Regions from separate parts of the Sus scrofa genome. Here region 2 is linked to region 1. The links are chromatin contacts, called in public Hi-C maps. All regions are on one chromosome and are shown on one strand. The core of a region is the stretch at or near the end of the contact, and the rest is flanking DNA. Distances in the headings are between cores, read along the strand shown. Region 1 holds the start of SEC24B (protein transport protein Sec24B). Region 2 overlaps MCUB (calcium uniporter regulatory subunit MCUb, mitochondrial).

What was found. Hi-C and Micro-C count contacts between places; a contact is called where the count stands out from the background.
Region 2: a Hi-C map of liver shows a contact between it and region 1, with 2.5 times the contacts expected there. The contact joins the enhancer-like site here to the promoter of SEC24B in region 1. A contact is called at or near these places in 4 of 5 promoter capture datasets (fetal liver, fetal skeletal muscle, liver and 1 more), 33 of 47 Hi-C or Micro-C datasets (adipocytes, adipose tissue, alveolar macrophages and 17 more) and 2 of 2 datasets of contacts at active chromatin or transcription factors (alveolar macrophages and skeletal muscle).

The regions. Positions count from the first base shown.
Region 1 is chr8:112,761,539-112,764,288 of Sscrofa11.1, reverse strand. It overlaps SEC24B (protein transport protein Sec24B), which reads left to right and starts at 1,419. Exons shown (of 23, transcript XM_021101681.1): 1 at 1,419-1,728. The coding sequence starts at 1,602.
Region 2 is chr8:112,546,062-112,548,845 of Sscrofa11.1, reverse strand. The region is part of intron 4 of MCUB (calcium uniporter regulatory subunit MCUb, mitochondrial); the gene reads left to right. Among named protein-coding and RNA genes, the nearest start is that of CASP6, 28 kb to the right of the region's middle. Within about 2 kb of position 1,510, at least 2 of the 83 cell types and tissues checked have an H3K27ac peak or open chromatin away from gene starts, as enhancers often do. A contact at or near this core is called in fetal liver and liver, where this site is marked.

The DNA of each region.
Region 1 (2,750 bases), core at 170-2,669:
TTTCTTTGAAATTATCTACCCAAAATGTTAAAAATTCAAGCAGTTTTTATTAATGGGATATTGCTTTCCAGGACAGGACTGTCTTCTGTGCACAATATAATTTTCTCTAAAGATTCTAAAAATTTACATTTAAAAACATCATTGGTTTTTAAAACCTACGAATTTAGCTTAAGGTATTTTTCACATGCAGGAACTAGTATATTTTAGCTTCTGGTTATGATAATGTAAACTATTGTTTAAGTTGCTTATCCGTGTATAAAATGAAAAGGAAAAATTAACCAGAATTATGGAAATAAGAGTAAAGACAAATTTTAAAAAGTCCAAATCCAGCTACTGAAATCCTGTTTGTAATTCATTTGGTGTATCGAACACAAAGTATCATTAATTCATGGCCACAACTAAAGTGAAGCTTTGCATTTTTCTCGGGCTATAGGGCATTTTATGCTTGGCATAATCATTCAGTAATTAGCCTTGTCACTCCAGAAATATCTTGCTGGAACCCATTCGGAATTTGCTGTTTTTGAACAATTTCATTTCTAATACAGAATGATTGTGGCACACTCGGGATTCCGAACGATGGCAAAATGACTTGAGTGATGAACTCCAGGGCTTGCTTGCCACTTAGCATGCTGGGACAGACCGGAGATTCAAAGATTTCATCAAGGTAGACAAAGCAAGCTGAATTCCTGCTTCGGATGCTACAGCTCCTCTTTTCAATCCTAACAGGATGAGCCAACCCCTTGCAAAAAATCATGAGGCAGATAAAGTTTGCCCTTCAGTTTCTCTTACTCTAGTACCCCCTTTCCCGGTTTAAGTCAGTGATTTTAAGTAAATTCCTCTTCCTTTGCCCGGGATTGTAATTCCCCACGGACGAGAAGCTGGAATGCCTATTTCCTTTGGAATTTAACCTTAAGGGAGAAAAAGGAAATTAAAAAAAAAAAAAAAGAAAAACCCTCAGGATTAAAATAAGTACAAAGCCAAACCCAGGGTTCCTCTTCCGAGGAATGGTGAGTGGGGTCAGTCCAGCCCGGCGTTGCCCGGGGCTCCGGATGTCACCCCGCAGCTCCCAAACCCCTCTCCCGGCACTGCCCCATCCCGGCCCGCAGCGCTCCAGCCTCCACCCCACGTGAAAGTGGGCCCAGAGCCCCTACTATCCGGATCCATCCCTCTCGCCGGGAGGCCTCAGCAGCTCCGCCGGGCCCGGAGGTTGTAGGGCTGGCCGGCAGGCCGCCGCCCCGGGCCCTGCCTCCGGCCTGGGCGCGCCGGGCTCCGCCTGCAGGGGGCGCTGCGGCGCTCGCCGCCCGCGCTTGCGGTGAGCGACCCGGGGTGGGAGTCCCGCGGTTCCCGGCTCGGGGCGGCGGCAGGGCAGGGCAGGGCAGAGCAGGGCAGGACAGGGCAGGGCCGGGCGGAGCGGACCGGGGTCCCGGCACCCGCGGCGGCGAGCTGAGCTCCGGGGTGGAGCGCGGCACTCCCGCCGCGGTCCCGGGTGACTCCCTCGGTGACGCCGCGCGCGTTCCTTCCTCTTCCTCTCCGGCCCCGCCTTCCTTTCCCTCCGCCCACCTCCCCGAAGCAGAGCCGCGGCCGCCGCCAGTAGCGCCGTCATGTCGGCTCCTGCCGGGTCTCCTCATCCGGCCGCCAGCGCCCGGATCCCTCCCAAGCTTGGCGGAGCCGCCGCCCCAGGAGCCGCCGCGCCCGCGGTCCCGGGCTTGGGGCCGCACCAGCAGAACGGTGAGGCGGGCAGCCGGGGCGGAGCGCGGGGCCTAGTGCCGGCCCGGCAGCCTGCGCGGCCCGACCGGGCGGGGCGGTGGCGGGGCTGGTGGGAAGGGGGGCTGTAAGGGTCGGGGGAGGGGGGCTGCAGGGTTCGGGCGTGGGGGGAGGGGCGCCCCGGCGGGGGTTCAGACCTGGGGAATCGGGGCCCTGGGCTGTTACGGTAGTGTGACCCCAGGCACGAAACCGCCCGGATAAGTAGGGGCCCTAGAAAAGGGGGAGCCCAGATACCCTGTGAAATCCGTGTTATGCAGCTTGGGCGCAGGAGAGTTACCCCCAAGCGACCCCTTCTCCGAGAGACCCGGCCTTGCCGAGGCCGCAGAGTGCGTGGTCCGGAGAAGGCTGGTGTAGCCATGGAGCAGGGTGGTTGGTGCCCTTCTTGTCTCGGGAAGACTGCACCGATTCTGAGGCCCAGCGAGCACGCTGCCTGGAAGGGAACTTAACTTAGTGTTCAAGTTTGTAGACAAAGGGTGTTAATGTGCAACGTAAGTGTAACCGTAACCCTGACCTAGTTTGGCCTCAAGATCTGTCCAATGCTGCTGCGGCGGCTGCTCAAATGTTTGGAGTTTGTCGTGTTTGAAGGAGGCAGGTGTCAAACGGATTTAAACGAATACTTTTAGATCTGGCAGGTTCCCCACTCCACCCCACCCCCAGCTGCACTTTCATAAATCCAAAAAACGTGACAGAGTTGGTCCTGTTTGAGGCAGGGCCTTCCCAACGGCAGCAGCCAGTGCAACGGGAAAGCTGCTTTGGTGCTAAGGTCATGGGCTTTTGGTATGCAGGAGTTTCAGCTGAAAAATGATCAGCTCTAGGATATCCATTCCCTAATCTTGAGATTTGGAATGTTCCTGGATGCGGCCGGGGAGGTGGGGAGGGCTCTCTTTATAGACGATAGTGTTTCAGAGGAGAACTGTGGAAAGTAATTGAATAATGACTGCGTTTGTAAGAGAACAGTCTGCAGATACTCTTCAAATGATGGTTGG
Region 2 (2,784 bases), core at 261-2,760, 220 kb after region 1:
GTTTTATGTTTTTTTTAATGGGTTTCAATAAGTGTATAATGACATGTGTTCGCCGTTGTAGTTCCACTGCCCCCCAGAGTCCTCCCTTCTCTGCTGCTTCGTTTCTACCTGCCCCTTAACCTCTGGCAACCACCAGCCTTTTTACTTTCTCCCTAGTTTTGTGTTTTCGGAATGTTAAATATTGAAATCATAAATTATGTAAGTTTTTTCAGACTTCACTTCTTTTTGCTGAATTGTATGCATTCAAGTTTTTGTTTGGTTGGTTTTTTGCCTTTTTATGGCTGCAGGTGAGGCATATGGAAGTTCCCAGGCCAGGGGCTGAATCAGAGCTGCAGCTGCCAGCCTACACCACAGCAACATGGGATCCAAACTGCATCTGCGACCTGCACCACTGCTCATGGCAATGCCGGATCCCTGACCCGCTGAGCGAGGCCAGGGATCAAACCCGTATCCTATAGATCCTAGTTGGATTTGTTGCTGCTGCACCACGACAATAACTCCGTGCATTTAAGTTTTCTTCATGTCTCTTCATGGCTTGATAGTTCATTTCTTTTTAGTGTTGAATAATATTCTATTATCATGGATGTATCACTATTTATTTCTTCATTCACCTACTGAGGGATATCTTGGATGTTTCCAAGTTTTGACAATTATGAATAAAGTGGCTATACACATCGGTGTGCAGGTTTTTGTGTGAACATAAGTTTTCAGTTCATTTGGGTAGATACCGAGGAGCATGATTGCTGGTACACAAAGTAAGGGCATGTTTAGTTGTGTAAGAAACCGGCAGACTTTCTTCCAAAGGAGGTGCGTCGTTTCGCATTCCCGTCCCCAGGGAATGAGGGCTCCTGTTGCTCCATATCTTTGCCAGTGTTTAGTGTCCGCGTCGTGGATTTGGGCTCTTCTAATGTGAAGTAGTAGCAGCTCATTGTTTCAATTTACACTTGTCTAATAACGTATGATTTCAAATGCTTGCTTGCCATCTGTATATCCTGTTTGGTGAGGTGTCTGTTCTGTCCTTTTGTCCGTTTTCTAAGCAGGATGTTAATTTTCTTCTTGTTGGTTTTGGACTTCTTTGTATATTTTGGAATCACAATTCATTATCGTATCTCTCTTTGCAAATATTTTCTCCAGCTCTGACTTGTTTTCTCATTTGGTTGGTATTGTCTTTTGCAGAGCAGAGGTTTTGCATTTTAATGAAGTCTAGCTTAACGATTTCTTCCATGGATCAGGCTTTTGGTGTTATATCTAAAAGAGTCATCGCCGTACCCGAAGTCATCTAGAGTTTATCTTCTAGCAGTTTTCTAGTTCTGCATTTTATATTTAAGCCTATAATGCATTTTGAGTTAATTTTTGTGGAGGGTGTAAAGTCTGAGTCTAGATTCATTGTTGTGCATATGAATGTTCAGTTCTTACTAGCACAGTTTGTTGAAAACACTGTCTTTGCTCCACTCTGTGCCTTTGCTCCTGGATCAAAGATCAGTTGACCGCATTTATTTGGGTCTATTTCTGGGCTCTCGAATTTGCTCCATTGATCTCTCTGGCCTTTCACCAGAACCACAGCCTTGACACTGTAGTTTAGAGTAAGCCTGGAAGCTGCACAGTGTCAGTCTCTGCCTTTATTCTTCTTCAGTACTGAGTTGGCTGTTCTGAATCTTTGGATGCTGCATATAAATTTTAGAACCAAATTTGTTGATTTCCACAAAACATTGCTGAGCTCTTGATTGAGACTGCATTGAATTTATAGATAAAGTTGGGAAGAACTGATGATAGCTGGATAATAATTGAGTCCTTCTATCCATCAGCAAGGAATATTTCTATTTATTTAGCTTTTCTTTGATATCTTTTATCAGAGTGTGTAGTTTTTCTCACAGAGATCTCATACATTTTTTGTTAGATTTATGTCTAAGTTTTTCAATTTCTTTTGGTGCTAATGTATTTGCTGGTGTGTTTTTGATTTCAAATTCCACTTGTTCACTTCAAGGATATGATATAATTGACTTTTATATACTAACCTTGTATCTTGTCACCTTGTTATAATTGCTTATTACTTCCAGGAGTTTTTTGGTCCATTTTCAGATTTTCCACATAGACAATCATGTCATCTGTGGACAAAGACAATTTTATTTCTTCCTTCATAATCAACTTTTATTTTCTTAATGTATTAGCGAGGACTCGCAGTATGATTTTTCAGTGATGAGAGGAAATACTTTACCCTTTTCTTGGTCTTCGCAGGAAGGCATCAGGTTTCTCACATTAAATATGATGGAGTTTTTTCTTTGTTTTTCAGTTTGGGAAACTTTTATTGACATCCTTAATCTCAGAGATTATTTCTTAGCCCTGCACTACTACTAATGAGTCCATGGAAGGCATTTTTTATTCTGTTGTAGCAGCTTTTGATCTCTAGCATTTCATTTTGATTCTTTCATAGAAATTTCAATTCTCTGCTTACGTTACTTCTCTGTTCTTGCATCTTGTCTGCTTTGTTCAGTAGAGCCCTTGTCATATATTATAGTTATTACTTCAGATTACTCTATTATTCCAGTATTCCTGCTATATCCAGCTCTGGTCCTGATGCTTGCTTTGTCTGTTCAAACTGTGTTTTTGCCTTTAGGTATGCCCTATAATTCTTTTTTTTTTTTTCTTCTGTCTTTTGGATTTTTAGGGCTGCACCTGCAGCACATGGAGGTTCCCAGGCTGGGGGTCTCATCAGAGCTGTTGCTGCCAGCCTTCGCTACAGCCACAGCAATGCCAGATCCAAGCCATAGGTGCGACCTACACCAC